Regions from separate parts of the Mus musculus genome. Here regions 1, 2, 3, 4, 6 and 7 are each linked to region 5. The links are chromatin contacts, called in public promoter capture Hi-C maps. All regions are on one chromosome and are shown on one strand. The core of a region is the stretch at or near the end of the contact, and the rest is flanking DNA. Distances in the headings are between cores, read along the strand shown. Region 1 holds the start of Pfkl (phosphofructokinase, liver, B-type). Region 2 holds the start of 4930404N11Rik (RIKEN cDNA 4930404N11 gene). Region 3 holds the start of Trpm2 (transient receptor potential cation channel, subfamily M, member 2). Region 4 holds the start of Gna15 (guanine nucleotide binding protein, alpha 15). Region 5 holds the start of Prss57 (protease, serine 57). Region 6 holds the start of Tle6 (transducin-like enhancer of split 6). Region 7 holds the start of Dohh (deoxyhypusine hydroxylase/monooxygenase).

Region 1 (3,117 bases), core at 378-2,877, 1.8 Mb after region 5:
TTACGGGTGGTTGTGAGCCACTATGTGGTTGCTGGGATTTGAACTTCGGACCTTCGGAAGAGCAGTCGGGTGCTCTTACCCACTGAGCCATCTCATCAGCCCTCTTATAACCTTTTATGCAGGAGTTATAACCCCCCTACAATCCAGTAAAACATTTTTTCTTTTTTTTCTTTAGGTTTATTTATTATGTATACTGTGTGTATGGCCTGCCTGTATGTATGCCTACAGACCCGAAGAGGGCACCAGATCCCATTACAGATGATTGTGAGCTACCATGTGGTTGTCAGGACTAGAACTCAGGACTTCTGGAAAAGCAGCCAGTGCTCTTAACCTCTGAGCCATATCTCCAGCCAAAACACCTCCCCACTCCCCACCAACAAAAGCCCTGTTATGTTCTTAGAATTTGAGTTAAACGGACCGCCCCTTCCTTCTTTCCTTTATTCCTTTTATCCCTGTTCTTGGTTTCTTTGTATAGCCTTGGCTGTCCTGAAATTTGCTCTATCGACCAAACTGACCTTCAAAGATCTGCCTGTCTCTGCTTCCTGAATGCTGGGATTAAAAGCGTGTGTCACCACTGCCAGACAATAAAAATAGCTCTTAAAGAATTTAGCAAAACCAGGCAAAAATCAACAAACTGTCAGGGTCAGATGGGGTACCCTCATCTCTGCAGGACAGCCCTACCATGGCAGCCCAGATCCAGCGCTCTGGACTGTGGGTAGCTTTCCTTGAGAGTCCTGGATCTGACCATTGCTCCACCAGCTTCGAATCCCTCTAACCAATCCTGAGGGGCTGGTTCCCCACTTTGTGCTCAGGCAAAGGCCACTCGCCTGAACCAGGAGCTGTGAGAGTTGAGAGAAGCGGCAGGTTTAGCAAATCACCCTGAAGTAAAAATGCTACGCTAAGTGTTTCTCTTTCCAAATCCCCAACTACATTCAGCAGTCGCGATGGGACGAATCGTGGCTATCGTCTCAGATACAACTGCAGCTTTCCTATGTTTTCTTTTGCTCTCTTTCTCCCTTTCTCCCTTTCTTTCTTTCTCTTTTTCTTTCTCTCTTTCTTTCTTTCTTTCTTTCTTTCTCTCTCTCTTTCCTTCTTTCTTTCTTTCTTTCTTTCTTTCTTTCTTTCTTTCTTTCTTTCTTTCTTTCTCCTTTTTTTGTTTGTTTGGCTTTTTTCCTTTTCCTTTTTTTTTTTAACTTCGGCTCGAAGGAGACTGTTGCAAGCCTAAATCAACTCAAGGAGCGGCTTAGGAATTCTCACCCAAGCCACACCTGCATCCCCGGATGCTGGCCAAGTGGGATTTAAAATGCCCGTGAGACTTGGCTACAGGTTTCCTTTAACAGCGCCTGGACAGATGTAAAATCAGCTTGCTGTAGCATGAACTCCACTTGCCCAGAAACTTCAGTCAGGCTCAGGTTGTGAACTTCATTTGGTGAGGACGTTGATCCTAGCTGCTGGGTACCTGGGGAGTTCGGTGGCGGGCCTGGGGAACCAGGGTTCCGGAACCGCTGCGCAGACATTTGTAGACTGGCGTGCGCTCCGCCTTTCTTAGCGCAGCTACCTTCTCCAGCAGCCACTAGAGGGGCGACCAGGTCCCCGAGCCTGTCAGTCAAACGTTATACTGGGGGCGGAGCCGGGGCGGGGCGGGACAAACCGGGTACACAGGCAGGCGCACGGGGCGGGGACAGGCGACAGCGGCGCGGAACGCAGAGCGGCGGGAGAGGAGCTTGGGCTCCTGGTCTCCGCTGCCGCCATGGCTACCGTGGACCTGGAGAAACTGCGGATGTCGGGGGCTGGCAAGGCCATTGGAGTGCTGACCAGCGGCGGTGATGCGCAAGGTGATGGGACGCGGGGGCGTGTTTAGGGATGGATCTGGGGTTTCTGCCTGTCCTCGGAACCCTTCGGGCTTGTCCACTGCCCCTCGCCTAGGGATCTGGGGTGTACTTGGCCAGCCAATCTCCTGTGGAGCACCGTGGCTTCAGGTCCCTGTCCCCAAGCTCCGCCCCGGGTAGCTGGCGTACGTGCTGCAGGCCACGGGCCTTGGCACGCCCCGCCCTCGCGCTGCCTAGGTCCGCCCGGTTTGGGGGTGTGTCCGCGCAGCACGCAGACTTAGGGCACCGGGCTATTCCTTTCTAGGCCACACGTGTCAGGACCTCTAAGAGAAGCACAGCCGGCCAAGTTTCACAGGCCGGAATTTGAAAGGATCAGGGACCCTGTACCCTCCCCCGTGCAGCCTGTGATTCCTACCTTCTCTGTACTGGGATGGGGTGAGACTGAGGCAGGCTTGCCCACACGCCTTTGCCTGGGCTGCTTCCTGTCCCTTGGATGGAGACTTAAGTGGAGAACAGAGGGCGTGGAGCGGGGGTATTTTTTTACCGGTGTAACAGGGCAAGCACCACAGGGCTAATAGTTGAGGGTGCACAGCCTCTTCTCGGCCTGGTAAGGCTAGGGAAAAGTCTGGGCTTGGGAGGATCTGCCCTCTTCTCAGCCCCTCTCTTGGTGGCCTGGTTCCAGGCTGACTGCTGATGTGCGAAGTCTGTGGCTCTAGTTGGGTCCGGCTGAAAAGAAATACTACCCAGTTGGGGGCTGAGGAAGACACGTGGAGCTTCAAGGGGCTTGGCTTCCCTGAGCACTGCAGTTGAGCTTCGCCATTTCCTTCCAAACATTTCAGGAAATACAGACACACATGCTCCTAAGCGGGGTTCCTGACTGCCCAGCCCTTACCTAAGAGATCGGTAGGAACAACACAGGATAGATACATCTTACAAGCATGATTGCAAGTCCAGGAAGGCAGGAAAAAATGTCACTCTGACTCCCATAATGCTGGAAATCTCAAATCTCTGTTGGGTCCCCTGGGCCTGGTCTAGGCTGGCAGTCAGCATACCCTTTTTCAGGGCTGTTTCAGCTTGTACATCCCAGTGCTGTCACTGAGACTGGGCCGGGGACCTGTGGAAGAATCACCCATGGTAGTGGACCACAAGAGAGGCCCTGACTAGGCCCACATCACCCATTAGATAGGCATTTCAGTGAGGCCAGCAGAGTCCTGAGTCCCATTTGTAGGGCTCCTGCCTCTGGCAGGCATAGATAGGCTATCCACCTCAGGCTCCTGTCTGAGCAAGG
Region 2 (3,457 bases), core at 353-2,852, 1.6 Mb before region 5:
TCTGGCGGGCGGGAGCCGGAGACCCCAGAGTCTCATTAAATGCCTCATTGTGAGCTGTGGAGCCAGTGTCTGGGACGGGGACATGGGGACCCTCAGCCAGATGGACACTTGCCACCTGTTACCACTGCCCAAGCCATATTGGACACAGCTGAGCAGGAGGCTGAGATCCCATGAAATCCCCAAACCCAGTGTCACCTGGGGACCTGAGCCGTTGTGCCCCTCTCTGCTGCCACTCCAAACCAGAAGACCCTGGGAGGCACTGGCAGGGACCTGGGCCTCTCACCCTGTGACACTCTTAACTGCGTTGACTCTGATTGCATTGCCACCCTTTGTCTGTGTGTGCGCCTTCTGTAACCCCTCCCCGTGGGTGTCAGCTCACCCTGTCCCTAGCCAGCTGCCTTGTCTGCCTCTTCCTGGCTGCCTCTAAGCTTCCTGGGCCTCCCTGTCTTCATACCCCATCTCCACTGCCCCTTGCCTGGGGATTCCCAGTGTGGTGGCTGTGGCCTATGGTGTGTGCACGTGTGTATATATGTATTTGTGACACCTTGGGGTCGGTCTCCTGTGTTTTGTTGCCTTGCCCCAAAACTGCTGATGGCTGGAGAAGCCCCTGGGACACAGTCACTATGGGGTTGGCTGCCTGCAGGCCTGTGGGAGTCATAGCCTTGTGAGCTAAGTGGGTTCTGCACTTAACAGGAGTTTAAGGTTCAGGGCCACCTGCTGCTGTTGACATCTGTACCCAAAAGCAAAATGCCTTTAGATGTGCACTAGTGTCACAGGCCCTTGTGACCTCCTGTTGGTGGAAATCCTGCTGGGCGTGTTCCATATGCAGGGGTAGGTGCAGCCTGCCTTCTGATTCCTGGCTGACCTTCTTGGTGTGTGTGGTTCAGAAGGCACCTGCCCTGGACAGAGCAGCCAGCTGTGACTGTGAAGGCCATGAATGGGAAGGGCTGGTATACAGGTCAGGGTGCAGGTGAGTCAGAGAGTAAGGACCAAAGCCTACAGAGCCAGAACTGCAAGCAGGGAGGGCCTGTGGCTTGGGCTCCCACCCCACAGCAGTGTCCTGGGTAAGTTGGCCAGGACCCTGACTGGAGCAAGCTTAGCATGTTGGTGACCAGAGAGGGGGAGGTGATGTCTGGTGAGAAAACAGGAACCCAAGTGGAGCGCCGCCTATACAGACTGTAAAGGGTTGACTGAGCTATGAGATTGGTTGTTGCTGTTTATTGTCATGAGATACACAGGATGCACTAGCAGAATGAGCAGGCCCTGGGCTCTGCATGTTCAGCGATGCCACCAGTGATCCCAGAGCATTCTCCCCAACCCAAGACTTAGGTATCCACTTCCTTCTGTGGATCTCTAGATCATGGCCCATACTTTGTGGCCTTTGTCACTGTGCCCTTACTTGGATGTGTCTTGAGGACAGAGATGGGGTGGAGACCCACGCTCTAGAGGGCATGACCTCCCGCTGTGGGGCAGGGAGGGGGGAGGGAACACTTTGGGTCCCAGCCCCGCACCAGGAAGTAAGCTGAGGTCTTAGACTGTGGCTGCCCGCTTCCCTGTTGCTGGGATACCTTTGTCCCTGTCAACAATGGCCCCAGGGCCTTGGTGACTAGAGCCTCTGGGCAGGCAGGGCCAGACATGGAAAACGTGAGGCGGGAGGCTACTCGGCCCTCTGTTCCCTCAGGCACCCTTGAACTCTACTTCCCCGACCATCTCTACCGGTGGGTTCCTGCCCTTGGTCCCTTTCTTCACCCAGACCCCAGATCCCCTACCCCTACCAGCAGCTCAGGTGGCTGGGATGGAGGTATGCAAGGGTTGTAAGTTAGGCATTTGCACACACCCACTCCCAAGCAGACAGGTGCTGCCACTCATACTCCCAAGCAGAGGGGTCTATTGATTCTCCTGTCTACAGGTGCTGCAGTGGCAGCCATGTGCCTGAATGCCCTCCCTTTTTAGATTCTTGTGTGTATCCCGAGCTGTTCATAAGCCCACAGAGATCCTCCTGCCTTGGCACACTTAGTGTCGCCACCCACACCTAGCAGAAAAGTCCCATTTCATAGGTCTGCTCACACTTGGGCCTTCCATGGTGCTGATGACAGGCCACCTCACGTGGGTCCCTTGCAAGCCCCACTCCTGCAGCCTGCATGGCCTCCCATGCATGCACCATCTGTGGGGAGTTACAGGCTAGGCACACCCTTGGTCCCTCCTTCCCCCAACAGCCATAAGTGGCTCAAGGCTGAGGCAGGATTGCTGCCAGGTCAACACTGACAACTGCCTCAAACAGGGCCATTCTCGGCTACAAGATATAGACTGCAGGTGGGAAAGTGCACAGAGGAGATGGGTAGAAGGGGATGACTCTCACCCAGCACCTTGGCAAAGAGTTGGGACAGGAAAGCTGGCTGGGACCAGCAGGACGCCCTGGCTCAGTCCCCACCCTCCCTCAGCAATGACTACGTGTCCCTGGAGGGGCCCCGTTGGGCGCCGGCCATCAAACAAGCCGTGCGCTGGAAATTCACGCCCATGGGACGGGATGCGGCCGGCCAGGTGTGGTTCACCGGCCTGACCAACTCAGAACCTGGTGATGCCTGGTACAAGCTGCCCCGTGCTCTTGACACTCCGTACCGCGAGGCCCACACGCGTTGGCACGGCTGCTTTCAGAGTCGCCAGCGTGGCCTGCCGCCCGGTGAGTATCCCACCTCCGGTCGTGCACACCCGTGGGTCTCAAACTGACACCCTCCCTTCCGTGCCTCCCCGCAGCCTACACACAGCACTTGCGGGAGATGGCCTTCTGGGACCCCGCGATAACCGCGCAGTATCTCAACTCAGGCCCGCGCTGGGGGTGCATGCAGTGGAGGGACAGGCAAATCCGTGGCAAGGAGTTCGGTGAGCTGAGGGGATGCGGACAGGAGGGGGCCGGGGGTAGTACTGCACGTGGGTCACTCCACTCTCGGAGGCAGAGATAGGGGGATTTTTGGTCCCGGAGGCAGCCTGGGCTAGCTAGTGTCAAAAGAAAACAATATTAAAAAAAAAAAAAAACGAAAAAATAAGGAGGGCTAGGCCAGCAATGGGCAGAGGTGCGGGAGCGCAGGATGGGCGTGGCCTGGTGGGCTCGGTCAGCATAAGGATTTGGGAGCCCCCCCCCCACCCCCGGCCCCGCAGCTGCAGAGCTCGTCCGGTCCTGTCCGCAGTGGTCACCAGGAACCAGTTCGGGGCAAAGCTGCCCTGGCGGTCCGACTATGTGCCGCTCCTGTCGCTGCCACAGCGGCCGCGCTTCACCGCGCAGGACTTCAGACAGCGGGGCCTGCAGCGGCCCTGCCCGGCCATCGGCCAGCCTCCTCCGGCTTTCACACCCGCGCTCTGATAAAGCCGTGCTACCGACCCGTGTGTCCGTGTCCCCGTAAGCCAGGTGATCTCTCCCACGTGCAGCCCGGGCATGTGTCCCCTACAGCCTCCCGGTAGG
Region 3 (3,143 bases), core at 591-3,090, 1.8 Mb after region 5:
TGGAAGATGCAATGTGGCCTTCCTGTAACCCGTGGTTCTTCTCTAGAAGAGAAAGAGCCACCCGGGGCCACACAGCACAGACACTTCATGGGTATGCACAGTTCATTGGCCGGTTCACCTTAGATGATGTTCCCTCAGGGGGCCTGGGCTACTTGGAACCAGAGGCCAGTCCGCTTATCAGCTGGCCATGCTGCAATTACTGTCTTATGAAATATTAACAGCCCGTGGTGATTTCAGTTAATGAGATGTCTTAGGGAAGGAGCATGCGCAGACGGCATGGGGGGGGCGGGGTAACCACTTCCTTACATGTTAACGATGGGTCTGGGCATGTTCCCTGGGAGTGGCAGCTCAGTCTCTAATCTACCACTCCTGGAGCCTTAGTTGCCAGACAGCAGGGGACAGGGAAGTCATCTGGGTGCTCAAGCCATCTGGATGCCCGTGCAGCATGCAACTTAATAGAGCAGAGTCACTGCACCGGTGACCACATGCACGTTATCTGGCCTGTGACCTGCCTCGCCATTCACTGTTTTGGAGGAGAAACAGCCCCCTCCACCTCCACCTCCACCTCCACCTCCACCTCCACCTCCACCTCCACCTCCACCTCCACCTCCACCTCCACCTCCACCTCCACCTCCACCTCCACCTATGGCATTATTCCTAACAACATTTCATACAAGTGCTGTCCCTGCAAACAGTGTTTTTTTTTTTTTTTGGTTTTTGGTTTTTGGAGACAGGGTTTCTCTGTATAGCCCTGGCTGTCCTGGAGCTCACTCTGTAGACCAGGCTGGCCTCGAACTCAGAAATCCGCCTGCCTCTGCCTCCCGAGTGCTGGGATTAGAGGTATGCACCACCACGCCCAGCGCAAATAGTGCATCTTTACCATGGCTCCATCCAGACTGGGGTGGCTGGATGGGAAGATGTGAGGCGTGGTGAGCATCAGCAGGCTGGTTGCCTCATTTGGGGAGGGGAAGCCACAGGGCGGCTGTAGAAGGACCTTCAACAGTACATGCTGAATCAGGGTCTGCACGGAGGACCTAGTCCTGGGGAGGAAATGAGGAAGGAAGCTGCTGGCCAGGCATGACTTCCTGGGCAGATCCCCCACAATTTACATCAGAGGTCATACATACACCAATCCTCTTCATGTTCTTGGCACTGAAGCCAATGGCTCAGGGGTTCTGTTGGGCATTGCAGACTGGTGTTGGGAACGGAGAGGAAAGAGTGTGATTCAGGGATGAAGGAAGTGTCAGTCGTCTTCCCAGGAGTCAATACAGCCCTCATCACGCTCAGGAACCAGGCACAACACATTCAGGGTAACTGGGGATAGGGTGGGCATCTTTGAAACCAGCCCTGTTGCAGGCTCAATTTAGGATCCATCCTACTGGTTCTTTCTGTCTCCTCTGTTGTGTGACACACTTGGAGGGACCCTGAGGCTGCCCCAGTCTTTAGGTCCCCTTGGGAATTGTCTTTGGCTTTGGGTGCTCCTGTGAGGAGCACAGCTAATGTGAGGGTAGCTGTAAGGGACTTTTAGCAGGAGGGTACTGAGGCAGGAGTGAGGCGGCTACTTAAGTCCGCTCAGGTCCAACAGGGGCGCCCTGGCTCTTTATACCAGGCTGCCTCCTTCGAGGTTCAGGGCTTGAAGACAAGGCATATACAAATCTTTTCCTACACTTTGTGGAGGATCTGATTCCCGGGGCCGCAAGTGCCTTTCTAGGTGTCCCGAAGAGGCTGACCCGCAAGTGGAGCATCTCAGGAGGCCCAGCACATGCTTGGCTCCACGTTCTTAGTTAGTTGCGGCTGCCAAGCAATCAGGCTGAGTGACGCAGAGTGCGGGGCGGGCCATTCAGGCTGCGCCTAGCGATGAGATGCGGGTGAGAGCGGCTGTCCTGCGCAGCTGCGCGTGTGACGCTGGGGTGCGCGGCCTCTGAGCAGGTACCCGGCGCTGGTCAAGGGGCGCTGACCCAGTATCTGGAGAGGAAATGGGGGTTCAGTTGGGGGATGGGAACGCTGATTGCAGGGGCTCATGCGGGGAGGGGAGCGGGTTGCAGTGTCCTTTGAGTGTGACAGAAGTGTAAAGATTAAGTCTTCGACCTGGGTGCAGGCATGAGCTAGAATGCGACTGCTTTCTGGTGCAGAGAGTTCAGCCTGGGGTGGGGGGGGTGGGGGGGAGGGTGTTCCCTGGAGTAGAGGTGTAAGTTGGGGGTGTTGAGGGAGTGCAGGGTTTGAGCTGCATCTAGGTACAGGCTCTGGAGCTGGTACAGGGGCACAGACTCAATGTCAGCCAGTGTGACCTGTGCCCACGCGCTATAGCTCTCAGCTCCCGCTCTTCTCTGGACCCTCACAGAGGACTGAGGGCATTAGCTTCTGTGCCCTTTCCTGTGGTTAGCTGTTTATAAAATCTGAACTGCTTTCCAGACCAGTATGTCCAGGATGCCTGGGAGCAAGCAGAGAGCTACTGGGAAGCCTGAGAGATGCAGAATTTTTCAGTGAGTGAGGTAAAGAAGGTGCCACATGCCCCAGCCCCCAGCCAGGGCTCATAAGCCCTCCCTCCCAATAAAGTAAGTCCCGTATGTTTGCTGGTACTTTTGTGTGCCGGGGTGGGTGTGGTGGCCAGAAACACGCTGGTCCAGGAGTCTTGAGGGTAACTAGCTACTTGGAAGATGTGCCCAGAGCCCAGTCGGATTTGGCTATCTTCTATCCATTCCTAACCGGGCTCTCTCAGCAGGGGCTGGATTCAGTTGCTTGAGGCTGTAGCGGAGGGTGTACCACTCCTCCTCCTCACATCTGAGCCCTTTCCTGTCTCTACCAGTGTGTGTGTATAGAGCTCAGGTCTGGAGGCTCATCCCACATGGGGGCCTTGCTCTGTTCCAGCCTGCTGTCTTCTACAGGTAGTTCTGATGACCCAGATGAATACATTTACAGATGTCATGTTGTACCCAGGGTGTAGGCTCTGCCAAGTCCTCTCTATCTGTCTGTCCATTCATTCTTTGCCCTTTGGAGTACTCTGAACACACACACACACACACACACACACACACACACACACACACACACACCCATAGGTGTCAGTGACTGGGGAACCCCACTGAGGGCATTGTCAGTCTTCCTGACTCCATCTATGGCCTTTTACTCTTTTTGGACAGAGG
Region 4 (3,601 bases), core at 924-3,423, 1.7 Mb before region 5:
GGCTCAGTGGGCGTTGGAGCTTGAGGTCAAGCCTGACCATCCGAGTCTGACTCTTGGAATCCATGTGCTGGAAGGGTGATAATTAACTCAGAGAACATGTCGTGGACATGCACAAGTTCCTGGCATGGGCAGCCACACACAACAAATAAACAAATGTAACTATATACTTAAAAGCCAGTGCTGACGATGGTAGTATACGCCTCAAATTTCATTACTCGAAAGACAGGCAGGGGGTTCTCTGTGAGTTCAAAGCTAGCCTGGTCTACAGAATGAGTTCCAGAACAGCCATGGCTACACAGAGAAGTCTCAAAAAGAAAGAAAGAAAAAAAGAAAGAAAGGAAGGAAGGAAGGGGAAGGGAAGGGAAGGGAAGGGAAGGGAAGGGAAGGGAAGGGAAGGGAAGGGAAGGGAAGGGAAGGGAAGGGAAGGGAAGGGAAGGGAAGGGAAGAAAGAAAGAAAGAAAGAAAGAAAGAAAGAAAGAAAGAAAGAAAGAAAGAAAGAAAGTGGGCTGGAGAGATGGCTCAGTGGTTAAGAGCACCGACTGCTCTTCCGAAGGCCCTGAGTTCAAATCCCAGCAGCCACATGGTGGCTCACAACCATCTGTAATGATAACTGAATCTCTTCTGGGGTGTCTGAAGACAGCTATGGTGTACTTACATATAATAAATAAATAAATCTTTAAAAAAAAAGAAAGAAAGAAAGTCTATTAGTAGAAAAAAACAGAGAACAGGTTCCTATTAGCAGTTGATACAATGTTTTCACGGAAGTACAGGGAACTTACCACCCAGTACACACCCCTGTAAACATTCAGACAGGGTCTCACTTTGTGGCACAGGCTGGCCCAGGACTCACAGGCTCCACTTGCTGGAACCCCCACAGAGGGCAATGGTGGGGGCCACAGGAGGCATCAGAGCGAGGCTTTGGTCCCCACTGTGTTGTCCCAAGGGCCTTGTGTCTGGCCCCAAAAGGACCAAGCAGGGTGCTGCCTCTCCAGCTTCTGCAAGCCCAGGCCAGTTCTGATGCACCCCCCCCCCCCCCCCCGCCATCAACCCCACCCAACCCCCAGCTTGCTCCCTATCAACCACAGTACAAGTCTCAGTGGGCGGGGAAGCTCCCTCTGGCCTCAGTGACCCCACCCCGCCCCTATCACACTTCCCATCTCCTGCAATAGGAATCAACAGTCAACTGAAGTCAGCGTGGAGCAGGCGTGGGCCTGCCAACCTGTCGATGTCCGTCTGCCACCAACCTGGAGCAGGGGAGGACGAAGGCTAGGAAGTTGTGTTTCCGGGGTCTAACACCCTCTCTGAACCAGATCAGTTGCATGACAAGAGGCTCCCAGGCTACGCTTATCTCCCCAGGCTAGAGATACACGAGCCAGAAGGATCTAGAACTTTCACTCTGTGTAGCCTGGGGTCTGAGGGGCTCAGCCCAGTGATTCAGCTCCCAGAGTCCTTTAGTGTCTGTCACCTTTACTCTCCTGACTCCCTATTAAAGCTACGCCCCCAGCCCTTCGATGGCTGTGCAGCACTTTTAGAACTTGTCGCCATCTGTTTGGTTTGGGATTTAGGTGGAAGGCAGAGGGTAATCCACAGAATTGGTTCTCCGTCCCATCATATGAGCCCCAGGGATGACTCTGGTCAGGCTACAGCACAAGTTTCTTCACCCGCTGAAACAGCTCTCCGTCACCCAACTTTACAAAAAAAGTTCTGTTTTGTCCTCTGTGGAGCAAAATAGAAGCCTTCCTGGTATACAGTAGGCATTCCATAAATGCATCAGTCCCTCTCTCACTGATTCTTCTGCTTCTTGCTAATCTCTCTGGGACTCAAGGGGCCAGACATGACCCTCTGCTTCCTCCATGGGTCTTGGGGAAGTCCCTGCCTTTACTCCATGCCTTAGTCTCCTCAGCTGTCAAACTAGTGAGTGTGTGCTGAGGAAGGCCAGACAGACACGGAAGCACAGACTTCCCTCCCGCCTCAGCAGTTCTGAAATCAGCCCTGAGCAATAGCTGTGCCCACTGGTCGCTTCCTATTTGGCCCAGAGGAGGGGGCAGCTGGGGCCAGCAGTGTCAGAAGCCCAGGGGTGAGGCCACTCTCTTAGGGAAGGAGGAAGGAGGGTCAAGTTAGACACCTCGAGGACTGTGCTCCCAGAAGGCAGCCACCCCTCCCTCCTCATCTGCTGGAGCTTCCACCACCGACCTGTCTGGCGGGCAGGGCCAGGTCTGGGCAAGTTGGAGGGGGCGGGAAGCAGCACCCAGGTCCCCGCCCTGTTTCCAGCACCCAGGCCTCTTGAAGCCCTTGCCTGGGCTCCCACAGGCCCTAGGCAGGGACACGGAGGGCCCTGGGGTGACCTCCACCCCCACCTCCACTCCATCCGGAGAAGAAAGAGTCCCACAGTTGGGCTCTGCAGGCCCTGTGATGTCACCTGGTGGTCTGTGAAGCGCCCACCATGGCCCGGTCCCTGACTTGGGGCTGCTGTCCCTGGTGCCTGACAGAGGAGGAGAAGACTGCCGCCAGAATCGACCAGGAGATCAACAGGATTTTGTTGGAACAGAAAAAACAAGAGCGCGAGGAATTGAAACTCCTGCTGTTGGGTGAGTGTGGAATGCAGCACAGGGGCCGAGAGCGGGCGGGGCCAACGACTCCGGAGGCAGCAGGGACTCGCTTGCCGACCCATTTTCTAGATGGGGAGAGCAAAGCTTCAAGAAGCTGAGTCTCTCATTCGCGGCTGAGTCGTGCATCTGGCTGCGGGGAGGTGGCCCTGGCGGGTGCTACCACATAAACACACCTGTATGTGTCACGGGAAGGGAATGAAGGTGAGCTTCAGGCTGGCTCAGGGAGGGCCTAAGTCTCTTCCTCCGACTGCCTGAGCCAGGGCTCCAAGCTGCTGGTCATGGTCACCAAGCGCTTTGTTCTGGGCTTATGAGCATCAGTGGATTCATTCATTCACTCATTCACTAAAAATTCTAAACTCTCGAACTGACCAAAATGCTTCACTTGTTTCAATCAAATCCTTCATTCCTTCAAAATCCTTTATTCCTTGGGACACTGAGGCCAGAAGGTTGTGAATTAGAGGCCAGACTAGACCATGTGAGACATTGTATCGGAAATTGATAAAAGTGGGGAGGGGCAGAACAGGAACTGGGGCTCAGCAGGCAGGAAGATCCCTGAGCATCAGGGAGAGCTTGGTTTCCATCCCAAGGCCACATGAGCCAGGCACGGGAGGTACGATTGTGTCACCAAGCATTGCGGAGACAGAGGCAGGAACATCATGGGATCAGGGTCACACTGAGCTACAAGAGTTTGAGGCTAGCCTGGGCCAAAAGACTCCCTGTTTTAGAACTAAAAGCTAGGCATAGTTTTTCACACTGGTAATCCTAGCACTTGGATAACTGAGATATCAGAATTGCCATGAGTTCAAAACCACCTGAGCTACATACTGAGACCCAGTCTGATGATGATGATGATGGTGGTGATGATGATGGTGGGGGGGGTGATGGTGATGATGATCCCATCAAAGAATCACATGTTCTTTGAGGAACGAAATAAGGTCCATAAGCAGATGAAATAATTATAGCTCAATATGTGCTTTTTAATTCCTATTTCT
Region 5 (3,379 bases), core at 21-2,520:
TGTCTCCAGAGAGCTGGAGTTAAAGGTATGCATCCTCTTCAGGCTTGGCTTTCTTTCTGTCCTTATCTCTGTCTTTGTCTTCCCCTCCCTCTCTGTCTCATTCCACCTTCACCTGTTTCTGTTACTCTCTTATGTTCCTCTGGCCCTGGCTCTCTGGGGTCTCTCCCTCCTTCCCCTCCTGCTCTGTGTCTGGTCACTACTACCTTCCTGAGCCCTGGCTCCCTCAAAGGCCAATGGTGCAGAGCTTCCCCCTGCATCCTCAGTGGGGGATGGAGTGACCCTTTTGGGAGGTTGTTGCTAAGACAACAGTGCCTTCTCCTGCAGGATGCCCTTGCTGACCCTGAGCCCTCTCCCCTTCCTGAGCTGTCTGGGACCACTGTGCACCCTGAGTTCACCCAAGCCCCTCTCTGCTCTTAGGTACCTACCATTTGCATCAGCCCTGGGGTGGGTCCTACAGGCCAACTAGGGCATAGCCTGTAGCAGACTTAATTAAAGCTGCAGCATCTGCTAACAAGCATGGACCAGTACAAGCCCAGCCAGTGTGTGCTCTGGGCTCCATCTCACAACCTAGGGGAAGCTTATGTTCCCACCTTACGTGGGTCCATGGTAGACAACACCTGTGGCCTTAGCACTTGGAGGATAGAGGAGGGAGAGGCAGGCAGGCGTTCAGGGCTATTCTCAGCTGGATAGCTAGTTCAAGAGCGTATTGAATTAGAGGCCAGATAACTGAACTTTCTCTCCCAAAGGTCCCCACCACGAGGAAACCCAAGCCCAGCACATATCCTGATGGGTGGTCTCTGGACTCCAGACCTTAGGGTCACTCTCTGCTATGTCCCCAGTTCTTCCAAGGAAGTATGGTATACAGTAGGACCTCAGTAAAAGCAATAAAGTCAGCCCAACTCAGAGCCCTCCCCAAAGAACTAGCTTTATGGTCCTCACTGACCTCAGGTTCATGATGGGGAAACTGAGGTCAAGGGTCAAGGTGCTTGCTCCTGGGCTACCTGGCTGGGGACAGACAGATAAGCAGAGTTGGTGCTTCCAGGATGACTGTCCCCTGAGAAGGTCTGAATGCGTTCAGTGGCCAGATAATCTAGTAGGAAGGTACAAGGGGAGTTTGAGCTCACAAACCAATCTTGTTTCTAAACTTCTGGGTTTTCATGAGCAGCACAGTTGGAGACAAGAAACAGTAACGTGGCCTCCCCTGATTTCCAGAAGTGCCTGCTCCACCTTCTGACCACAGACCACAGACCCGGAACAACTTTCTGGACTGAACCGTTGGGTGCCTCCTGCACCTGCAGACCTCACCAGAAAGATGCCATCCTCTACAGCTATGGTGCCTGGGACAAGAGGAGGCTGGCACTGTCTGGTGCTGACTACAGCAGCTGCCCTGACCCAGCTCATGTGGCTCCCTGGTGAGAACTCCAAATGGCCATTAGACCCTACCCAAGGTGACCAGGCTCCCACACAGGATGCACGTGTACTCTTGCTCAGGCAGGAGGCTATGGGGTGGGGGTGGGGCAGCCAGTAGGGACTTCAGCCACCTCAGGTACAAGATCGTGGAGACTGGGCTTCCTAGCTTTTGTTTTGTTTTGTTTTTATTTTTGTGTGTATTAGTGTTTTGCCTGTATGTTTGCATGCCTGCAGTACCTGGAGGAACCAGAAGGTGGCATCAGATCCCCTGGAATTTACAGTCGGTTCCAACAATCATGTAGATGCTGGCATTAGAATCTAAGTCCTCAGTAAGACCAGCCAGGGGTTTTAAATAACGAGCCATTTCTCCAAGCCTCCTATTTTTTAAAAATTACATTTATTTATTTTGAGAGAGTACATGTAGATAGTGCTTGTCACAACCAGTGGAAAACTTGCAGGGGTCGATTCTGTCCTTCTACCATAGGGGTTCCTGGGATTAAACTCAGATTGTCAAGCTTGGTAGCATGTGCCTTTGCCTGCTGAACCTATCACAGGCCCAAAAGGTCTCCTAGCCTCAGTCTTTAATTATCTATCTATCTATCTATCTATCCATCCATCCATCCATCCATCCATCCATGTCTGTCTATCTGTTTGCTTTCAAGACAGGGTTTCTCTGTGTAGCCCTGGCTGTACTGGAACTCACTTTGTAGACCAGGCTGGTCTCGAACTCAGAAATCTGCCTGCCTTTGCCTCCCAAGCACTGGGATTAAAGGTGTGCCCCACCACTTGGTCCCCTCTATTTCTCTTAAGTAAAGTGGGTTTCTCGTGGTCCAGGCACCTTGAAATAGCTGGGCAGCTGAAAAGGGAATCACCTTGAATTCCTGATCCTCCTGCCTCCACTTCCAGAGTTCTGAAACAGCAGGCCTGCACTGCTACACCATGCTTATGTGGTGCTGAGGGTGCCTGGGACTGGCTTTGTCTGTCTGTCTCATCTCTGTCTCTGTCTCTGTCTCTGTCTCTGTCTCTGTCTCTGTCTCTGTCTCTGTCTCTGTCTGTCTGTCTGTCTGTCTCTCTCTCTCTCACACACACACACACACTCACTCTTAGGCGAGGTCTCATCATGTAGCCCTGGCTGGCCTGTAACTCTCCATGTAGACCAGGCTGACTCTGAACCCACAGAGATCCTCCTGCCTTTGCTTCCTGGATGCCTCCCTCTAGGTTTGCCCCTTCCTCTCAGCCCAGCCTCCACCCCTACTCCCTGCCAGGGCTGTGCTCCATTGCCCTTGATTTACCTGTCCTGTCCTTGTCTCTCACATTGCCCCACCTCTTCCAGGTTGCTGTGGGTCCTACATTGTTGGAGGCCATGAGGTAACGCCACATTCCCGGCCCTATATGGCCTCTGTGAGCTTCGAGGGCCATCACTACTGTGGAGGCTTCCTGATTCATACCCATTGGGTGGTGTCAGCTGCCCATTGCTTCAGTGACAGGTGACATGCTGGGGCCACTGAGGGATAAACTTAAGGCCATCAGGAAGCCAGGATGTGACACAGACAGGACCAACTCTCTACCCCCACGCCCGGGCACTTCTGGTGATAACAATCAAACATAATAACTATGATCATCTTCGACACAAGCGACATGTGCTACTGTTTGGACTCACATTAACTGTGGGGAGAGCAGCACAGTCCGGGGACTCCAGCTACCCAGAGGCTGGCTCAGGGGGATGGAAAAATGAAGCTCAGTGTTAGCTACAGTCTGGAACCATGTCTCCATAGGCAGACAGACAGACAGTTATAGGATAGTAGTTAAATAGTAGAGGTCTTAACTGGAGTGTGGCTCAGGGATGGAGCCCCGCATAGAATCCCCAAGTGAGAGTCTGGGGGTGTTGCCCATTTGTGGAGCCCTTGCCTAGAACCCTCAGTGAGGGGTGGGGATGGGGTCAGGTAGAGTGCTTGCTCAGTGAGAAGCA
Region 6 (3,126 bases), core at 545-3,044, 1.8 Mb before region 5:
CCCTTTTCCGGCTTCTGAGGGTACCTGGCACACACATGGTTTGAGTGCATGCAAGCAAACATTTGTACACTTAATTTGTTTGTTTGTTTGTTCCCAGACCGTGTTTCTCTGTGTAGCCCTGGCTGTCCTGGAACCTGCTCAGTAGACTAGGCTGGCCTCAAACTCAGAGATTCATCTGCCTCTGCCATGAACTGGGATAAAAGGCATGCACCACCACTGCCTGGCCTTAAAATATATATTTTTTAAAGATTTATTTATTTAAGGCTGGGCGTGGTGGTGCATGCTTTTAATCCCAGCACTCGGGAGGCAGAGGCAGGTGGATTTCTGAGAACGAGGCCAGCCTGGTCTACAAAGTGAGTTCCAGGACAGCCAGGGCTATACAGAGAAACCCTGTCTCGAAAAAACAAAAAACAAAAAAAAGAGATTTATTTATTTAATATATGTGAGTGCTCTATAAGTCAGAAGAGGGCTTCAGATCGCATTATAGATGGTTGTGAGCCACCGTGTGGTTGCTGGGAATTGAGCCTGGATCCTCTAGAAGATCAGCCAGTGCTCTTAACTGCTGAGCCATCTCTCCAGTCCCTTAAATACTTTTCAATGAAGGAAAAGTTGCTGTGACAGAGGCCTAATTGAGTTGCAATCACTTGTTCATGTGTGGTATGTGGGTGCAAGAGGACACTTCTTGGGAATTAGAACACATTCTCACCTTCTACTGTGTGGGTCGCAGGGATCAAACTCAAGCTGAGCAGCAATGGGCTTTACCCACTAAGCCCTCTCACAGCCCTTTCTGTTTTACACCTGCTTGTACTATGGAAACCAGGCTGGCCCCAAACTCACCGTCACTGCCCCTGCCTCCGAGTCCAAAGTGGTGACTGTGGTTTAATTTCACATCCCCCATCTGTGGCTGGAGTGGACGTAGGAGTGAGGCTAGGGAGGTCCAGAGAGTCCACTCTAACCCAGGCCATCCTCAGCTTACTCCAGGATCCTCCATCCAGGGCCAGGGATGGGGGCTGAGCCTTGCAGGGAGCTCAGGGTTCTGCTTCACTTCCTGTCCTTGAATATGGGGGTCTGGGCTTGTGTGGCTTTGTGCCCGATGTCTTTCCTTTCTCTCTCATTTGAGACAGTCTCCTGTACTCCAAGCTAACCTGGAATTTGCTATCTAACTCAGGACGACCTCGAACTCCTAACCCTCCTACTTTTACCTCCCCAGTGCTGGGATAATGAAGGTGTCTTCAAGTGGTGCTGGGGGTAGGGCCCAGGGCACATGCGGGCCAGCCAGGATGAATCCTGATTCTCCTGTTTCAGTAAGATTTAAAAGAAAAGTGTGTGTGGGGTGTGTGTGTGTGTGTACGTGCAAGAGTGAGTTGTGAGTTCGTGGTCCACCCTGTGGATCCCAGGGATCGAGTTCGGATCAAACGTCTAGGCCGCAATCACCTTCACCTGCTGATCCGTCTCGAATGCCCCAAATAATCAGACTTTTCACCAAACACTCTGAAATTCTCCCAGCTCCCGAATCGCCACACCTGGAACGCGAGGGTTAAGCCGAAGCAGGAACTCCGTGATTGACAGCACGGCCACAAACTGAGCAATGAGCATTCTGGCTCGCAGCCCACGTGGGCTCGCCGCCTTCTGATTGGTCAGGGCCTGCAGGGGCGGTTCGCTGAGTCCGGGGCCCACGTGCACCGTGGCCTGGGCCCTGATACACGCTTCCCTCGGTGGGTGCAGGGGGCGTGGTGTGTGGGTGTGGCCTAGTAGGGCGTGGCCTAGGCTGGAGGGGCGGGGTGAGAGGGGTCAAATGGCCCGGGGCCCAGCAGGAGGGGCTTCCTCCTGGCCTGACCCTGGCTGACCTCAGAGGCTTCCTCTGGGATCCCTGGGGCCTCCCTAACCTCAGAGGTGGTGCGTGAGGGCAGCCCGCTTCCTGCGGGCGGGTCGGGAGAAGAGGGAGCCCGAGGGAGGGGTGTGGACCCTCACAAAACCGACTTCAGCGGGGAGTTTACCTAGGTTGAGTGATTTGGGAGTGAACCAAGTGTCGTTTCTCTTGTCTCCTTTATTCTTTTTTGAAAAATGTTTTAAGTGTGTGCCTGAGCGTATATATTTGCACCACATGCAGGCTTAACTAGTACGCCTGGAAAACTTTTTTTGTTTTGGTTTGTTTTGGTTTTTTGGCTTATTGGTTCCTGGCTGTCCTGGAACTCACTTTGTAGACCAGGCTGGCCTCGAACTCAGAAATCTGCCTGCTTCTGCCTCCTAAATGCTGGGATTAAAGGCGTGTGCCCGGCCTGCCTGGCAAACGGTCCACGACTAGCCACATTTCTGGCTGATCCCGCTAGGGAGTTGGAGGTGCCTGGTTCTCTATTCTTGGTATCTGAAGAGATACTAATGAGGCCCTTAGCTGGGGGTGTGTGTCTGAAACCTTAGTAGTAGTAGTAAAGCCGGGTCTTGGGGAAAGGGAGCGCAGAAGACATGGGGATGGGGAAGGGGCTTCCTCCCCAGCTGGGTCCAGATGATGAAGAGGCTACGGGGATGGGGGTGGGAGTCGGCTTTTCTGCCTTCTAAAAACCTATACCTGTTCTTATAGGACTTAATCAGATTTGTGACCTCAAGAATCTTCTAGATGACTTCCCACAGACAGAGCAGTGACACCTTTGGTGGAATTTTGGTGAGAGAGAAATGGTGGTGAGGGGCACAGTTAGCTTCCTCTCTTCCTACTGTGTTTGGGGTTTTGGAGACTAGTTCTCTCTGCCCCCCCCACCCCCACCCCGCACCGGGAGCTCATGCAATCCTGCCTACCTAGCTAAGATGAAAGGCCTGCACCCCAGCCTGAGCCCCTCAGTGCCTGCACCTGTGACCCCTGACAGCGCAGGTGAAAACCCCCATAGACCAGACCGGGCCCACATTTTCCCAATGTCAATCAAGTGGTGATTATTAACACTAGGTGTTCACCTGGTGTGGTCAGGGCTGAGCCTCTCCTAGCAAGTGGCTCTTTAGTTCCATGTGTTAACACTATATTGGGATTAAAGATCGTTGCCCAGCTTTAATCCACACTTGGGAGGCTGAGGCAGGTGGATCTTTTAGTTCAAGGACAGCCAGCTCTAGGTAATTCCAGAACAATCGGCTACATAGACC
Region 7 (3,594 bases), core at 997-3,496, 1.6 Mb before region 5:
AGGTCATAGGTTTCGACAGTGAACAGACAAGGGTAGAATTCTCAAAGCTGGGGACCCAGAGCTGTGGGAGACCCTACAGGTGCCCCTCCCCCCATCTCGAGAGTTTCCTTTTCCAGGAGGTTGCCCTAGTAACCAGATGTGGCCTATAGAGCTTGTCCTGGCAGAGATGGGCCAGTCAGAGTCTCCTCACCTCAACCACTGGGTCCGTAGAATACTGCTTCAGGAGGCCTAGAACTTCCGGGTTACCAATCGCCCCCAGGGCTTCCCCTGAGGAGACAAATCAGTAGAGAGGAGCTTGCTTGATGCCCAACACCTGACTGGTCTCCCAGGTCACAGCTGGGCCAACAGCCTCTGAGCTGGTCAATCCGAATCCTTAACTCAAGAAGTTGGCCCGCCGGGTCTAAAGCCACCCACCCCAGCCAGTGCCCCTGGGTGGAGTGACAAGTCATCACTAGACTTTGGGCAGAGGGACAGCATTCCAAGTCCCTGAAGAACAGGTTGGCATAGGTCCCAACTCAGAAGCAAAATCTCTGCTGGGGAGACCACCCCCGTGCGCTGTCCATAGCCCTGTGCGGCACCCATCTGTGCCCCAGGGACAGAGCTGAACACAGCACTGGGCTGCCCTTCCTCACCTGCCTCATGACGCACCATGGGCTCCTGGCTCGTGTCCTGCAGCACATCCGCCAGCACAGGGATGGCCCGTGCGTCCCTCATCTGGCCCAGGCAGTAGGCCAGCTCGTGCTTCAGAAGAGCAGAGCTGTCCTCAAAGCCCCGGCTGATCCACGAGATAGCATCAGGGCCACCAAGCCCCCGAAGTGTAAACAGGGCCCGGAAGCGGGCCTGCAGGGGCTGCTTGGGGTCCACCAAGGTCTTCCCTATGGCCTCTATCTCTTGCTCCGTTACCATGGCAACGGCCTCCCCAGCACGTGATCTGCAAGGCCGGATTCTAGGCAGTAGAAACCTACGGTAGAAAAAGGAGAAGGGGAAATCTCAAGCTAGGGCACACACCTGCATATCTGCCATTCCAGCCCCGGGATGCTGAGGCAGGAGGACCCCTGAGCTCCAGGCCACAGAACTTTCTCCACATCCATCCAAGTGCTGGGATTAAAGGCATGCGCCACCACCACCTGGCCAGACTTTTTCAGGATAGCTTAGATGAGGGATCTAGAAACTGTCAGTTGCAAAATGGATCTCACCCCTGCCTCCCACACCACCTTACTGGAGGTTCTCATGTAGCCCTGTGGGATACACTTTATCCGTCCCCTCCTCCCTCCGGACTTCTCCCTGCTCCTGCCTTTGCACAACTTGTACCCTCTGCATGGCCCCATAGATGCAGGACAACACTCCCACACAGGTGTTTTCTTTCACGGATGAATTAACACGGAAACAGACATCGTCCAGTATAAGAGGACCGGCCCCTGTCAGCCATTAGACATACAGCAGATGCATACATAACAAACTGGACTAGCAGGCTGTGGCAAGCTGGAAGGCCTTCTGGGCTCTGATGTCACCCAGCGTCCCCGAGTTTAATGAGGCAGGTATGGCTGCCTCACCAGTGATGCCCATCAGCCTACAGTCACACCTTGAAAATGGAATTCATCAACACACATGAAGCAGGTCTACGGGAGCTGGCAGCAGCTGTGTGGCAGTGAGACCCACATCCCGATTTACCCCGAGCAACAACAGGGGAGACCAAGGATCTCGTGGGTCCAAGAGTGCCCATTCGAGGTATGGGGCCTCCCGCTTAATTCAAAAAGGCTCCAGGCTGGGCAGAGGCTGAAGCAGGAAGATAACCGGTCCCAGGAGATCCTGTTTCCAAATACTTAAGCTGAGAGGTCAAGCGCGGGCCGGCCTGCACGTGAGCCCCGCATAGGCGGCCAACCTGTCAGCTAAGCACGGGGTAGGAGGAGGCCATTCGTAGCCACACAGTGGGTTGGAGGCTAGCCTGGGCTACATGATATCCTGTGTGACGTCAAATACTGAAGGAAAAGGGTCCAATTCCCCGTAGGACCCCCTCAAGGGAAATCCCAGCGCTCCCGGGAGCAGCGAGTACCTCAAAGCGGAAGTCCCCCGAAGGGGGGGCACTTCTGGCACTGCTCACCGTGTTTTCGTCTACAGGGACTCGTCAATAAGCTCCGTATACTCGGGACAGATGGAGAGAGTCGCTGCGACAGCTCCAAGAACAGGTCCGCGGACGCATCTCGCGCGACGTCCTCTGGACGCCGCCATCTTGATGGCCACGTGACCATGCTGGGCGGAACCATCGTCGCGACTAGGGGTGACCACACCCGGAACGATGCGGCAGCGACGCCCCAGGACTGTCCTAAGAGCCGGAGAAGCAACTTCCGGTCTTCCTCCGGAAGAAGAGTTTCCGACCGTCTCTCCCATAGAGAAAAGAAAATGGTTTGATCCCATTCACAGCACAACCGGGCCGGCCGTGCATAGCGCATGCGCAGTGTATAGTGGGCGTGGCTATGTTCTACAGGGCGCGGCCAATGGTCTCTGGGACCAAAACAGAGGAAAAGAAATGGGAGATAAAATAGGCGTTACGAGCAATCTCAGCAGTGAGGGCACTTGCAGTCAATTTGAGAATGAGTTCGATTCTGGGGATCAACAGGATATACGGCAGTGACATGACCATAAAGTCGAAGTTTAAATTTTTAAATATGCCGGGCGTTGGTGGCGCACGCCTTTAATCCCAGCACTCAGGAGGCAGAGGCAGGTGGATTTCTGAGTTCGAGGCCAGCCTGGTCTACAGAGTGAGTTCCAGGACAGCCAGGGCTACACAGAGAAACCCTGTCTCGGGGAGAAAAAAAAAAAAAAAGCCGGGCGTGGTGGCGCACACCTTTAATCCCAGCACTCGGGAGGCAGAGGCAGGCGGATTTTTGAGTTCAAGGCCAGCCTGGTCTACAAAGTGAGCTCCAGGACAGCCAGGACTATACAGAGAAACCCTGTCTCGAAAAAACAAAACAAATGTATATATGTGTGTGTGTGTAAATGTCATGAAGTTCATTACTTTTTTGGTTTAAAGATTTATTTATTTATTTTTAAAGATGTACTTATAATATATAAGTACACCGGTTGTGAGTCACCATGTGGTTGCTGGGAATTGAACTCAGAACCTCTGGAAGAGCAGTCGGTACTCTTAACCACTGATCTCTCCAGCCTCCTCATTACTTTTTTTTTTTTTTTTTTTTTTGAGACAGGGTTTCTCTGTATAGCCCTGGCTGTCCTGCAACTCACTTTGTAGACCAGGCTGGCCTCAAACTCAGAAATCCGCCTGCCTCTGCCTCTCGAGTGCTGGGATTAAAGGCCTGTGCCACCACGCCTGGCTTCCTCATTACTTTTTTAATGATTTATGTACATTGGTGTTTTGCCTGGATGTGTGTCTATGTTAGGGCGACAGATCCTCTGGAACTGGAGTCAGAGTTGTGAGTCACCATGTGGGTGCTGAGAACTGAACCTGGGTCCTCCGGAAGAGCAGTCAGTACACTCAACCACCAAGCATGTCTCCAGCCTCCATGAAGTCCGTTATTACATAATTATGTAAATTTAATTTATGGTAATAACAATTTTTAAAGTAAAAATAAAATT

Evidence for each region. Promoter capture Hi-C pulls out the DNA fragments that hold promoters and counts their contacts.
Region 1: a promoter capture Hi-C map of stem cell-derived epiblast-like cells shows a contact between it and region 5, with 4 times the contacts expected there. The contact joins the promoter of Pfkl here to the promoter of Prss57 in region 5. A contact is called at or near these places in 4 of 39 promoter capture datasets (cranial neural crest, liver, pre-B cells and 1 more) and 2 of 115 datasets of contacts at active chromatin or transcription factors (embryonic stem cells and microglia).
Region 2: a promoter capture Hi-C map of liver shows a contact between it and region 5, with 7 times the contacts expected there. The contact joins the promoter of 4930404N11Rik here to the promoter of Prss57 in region 5. A contact is called at or near these places in 5 of 39 promoter capture datasets (the C10 cell line, cranial neural crest, hippocampal neurons and 1 more), 1 of 484 Hi-C or Micro-C datasets (B cells), 4 of 115 datasets of contacts at active chromatin or transcription factors (astrocytes, embryonic forebrain, embryonic stem cells and 1 more) and 2 of 9 other capture datasets (adipose tissue and liver).
Region 3: a promoter capture Hi-C map of hippocampal neurons shows a contact between it and region 5, with 4 times the contacts expected there. The contact joins the promoter of Trpm2 here to the promoter of Prss57 in region 5.
Region 4: a promoter capture Hi-C map of neutrophils shows a contact between it and region 5, with 10 times the contacts expected there. The contact joins the promoter of Gna15 here to the promoter of Prss57 in region 5. A contact is called at or near these places in 3 of 39 promoter capture datasets (hippocampal neurons, liver and neutrophils) and 1 of 9 other capture datasets (liver).
Region 6: a contact with region 5 is called in a promoter capture Hi-C map of liver, with 6 times the contacts expected there. The contact joins the promoter of Tle6 here to the promoter of Prss57 in region 5. A contact is called at or near these places in 5 of 39 promoter capture datasets (hippocampal neurons, liver, neutrophils and 1 more), 1 of 115 datasets of contacts at active chromatin or transcription factors (astrocytes) and 1 of 9 other capture datasets (liver).
Region 7: a contact with region 5 is called in a promoter capture Hi-C map of neutrophils, with 10 times the contacts expected there. The contact joins the promoter of Dohh here to the promoter of Prss57 in region 5. A contact is called at or near these places in 5 of 39 promoter capture datasets (the C10 cell line, cranial neural crest, hippocampal neurons and 2 more), 1 of 484 Hi-C or Micro-C datasets (B cells), 2 of 115 datasets of contacts at active chromatin or transcription factors (astrocytes and embryonic stem cells) and 2 of 9 other capture datasets (adipose tissue and liver).

Annotation. Positions count from the first base shown.
Region 1 is chr10:78,008,317-78,011,433 of GRCm38.p6, reverse strand. It overlaps Pfkl (phosphofructokinase, liver, B-type), which reads left to right and starts at 1,627. Exons shown (of 22, transcript NM_008826.5): 1 at 1,627-1,835. The coding sequence starts at 1,751.
Region 2 is chr10:81,363,965-81,367,421 of GRCm38.p6, reverse strand. It overlaps 4930404N11Rik (RIKEN cDNA 4930404N11 gene), which reads left to right and starts at 1,602. Exons shown (of 4, transcript NM_001014836.3): 1 at 1,602-1,718; 2 at 2,442-2,680; 3 at 2,755-2,880; 4 at 3,186-3,398. The coding sequence starts at 1,636. The coding sequence ends at 3,358. It overlaps Mfsd12 (major facilitator superfamily domain containing 12), which reads right to left. Exons shown (of 10, transcript NM_028657.4): 10 at 1,197-3,457. Fzr1 (fizzy and cell division cycle 20 related 1) reads left to right here. Exons shown (of 14, transcript NM_019757.1): 14 at 1-543.
Region 3 is chr10:77,968,569-77,971,711 of GRCm38.p6, reverse strand. It overlaps Trpm2 (transient receptor potential cation channel, subfamily M, member 2), which reads left to right and starts at 1,840. Exons shown (of 34, transcript NM_138301.2): 1 at 1,840-1,929; 2 at 2,413-2,555.
Region 4 is chr10:81,522,797-81,526,397 of GRCm38.p6, reverse strand. It overlaps Gna15 (guanine nucleotide binding protein, alpha 15), which reads left to right and starts at 2,173. Exons shown (of 7, transcript NM_010304.3): 1 at 2,173-2,588. The coding sequence starts at 2,444.
Region 5 is chr10:79,786,876-79,790,254 of GRCm38.p6, reverse strand. Prss57 (protease, serine 57) reads left to right here and starts at 1,270. Exons shown (of 5, transcript NM_001042710.1): 1 at 1,270-1,412; 2 at 2,744-2,897. The coding sequence starts at 1,313.
Region 6 is chr10:81,599,568-81,602,693 of GRCm38.p6, reverse strand. Tle6 (transducin-like enhancer of split 6) reads left to right here and starts at 1,794. Exons shown (of 14, transcript NM_053254.2): 1 at 1,794-1,896; 2 at 2,579-2,659. The coding sequence starts at 2,615.
Region 7 is chr10:81,383,086-81,386,679 of GRCm38.p6, reverse strand. It overlaps Dohh (deoxyhypusine hydroxylase/monooxygenase), which reads right to left and starts at 2,246. Exons shown (of 5, transcript NM_133964.3): 1 at 2,102-2,246; 2 at 633-961; 3 at 191-267. The coding sequence starts at 906. It overlaps Gm48551 (predicted gene, 48551), which reads right to left and starts at 2,246. Exons shown (of 6, transcript NR_168929.1): 1 at 2,102-2,246; 2 at 633-961; 3 at 191-267. Mir6913 (microRNA 6913) reads right to left here and starts at 333; the gene lies at 268-333.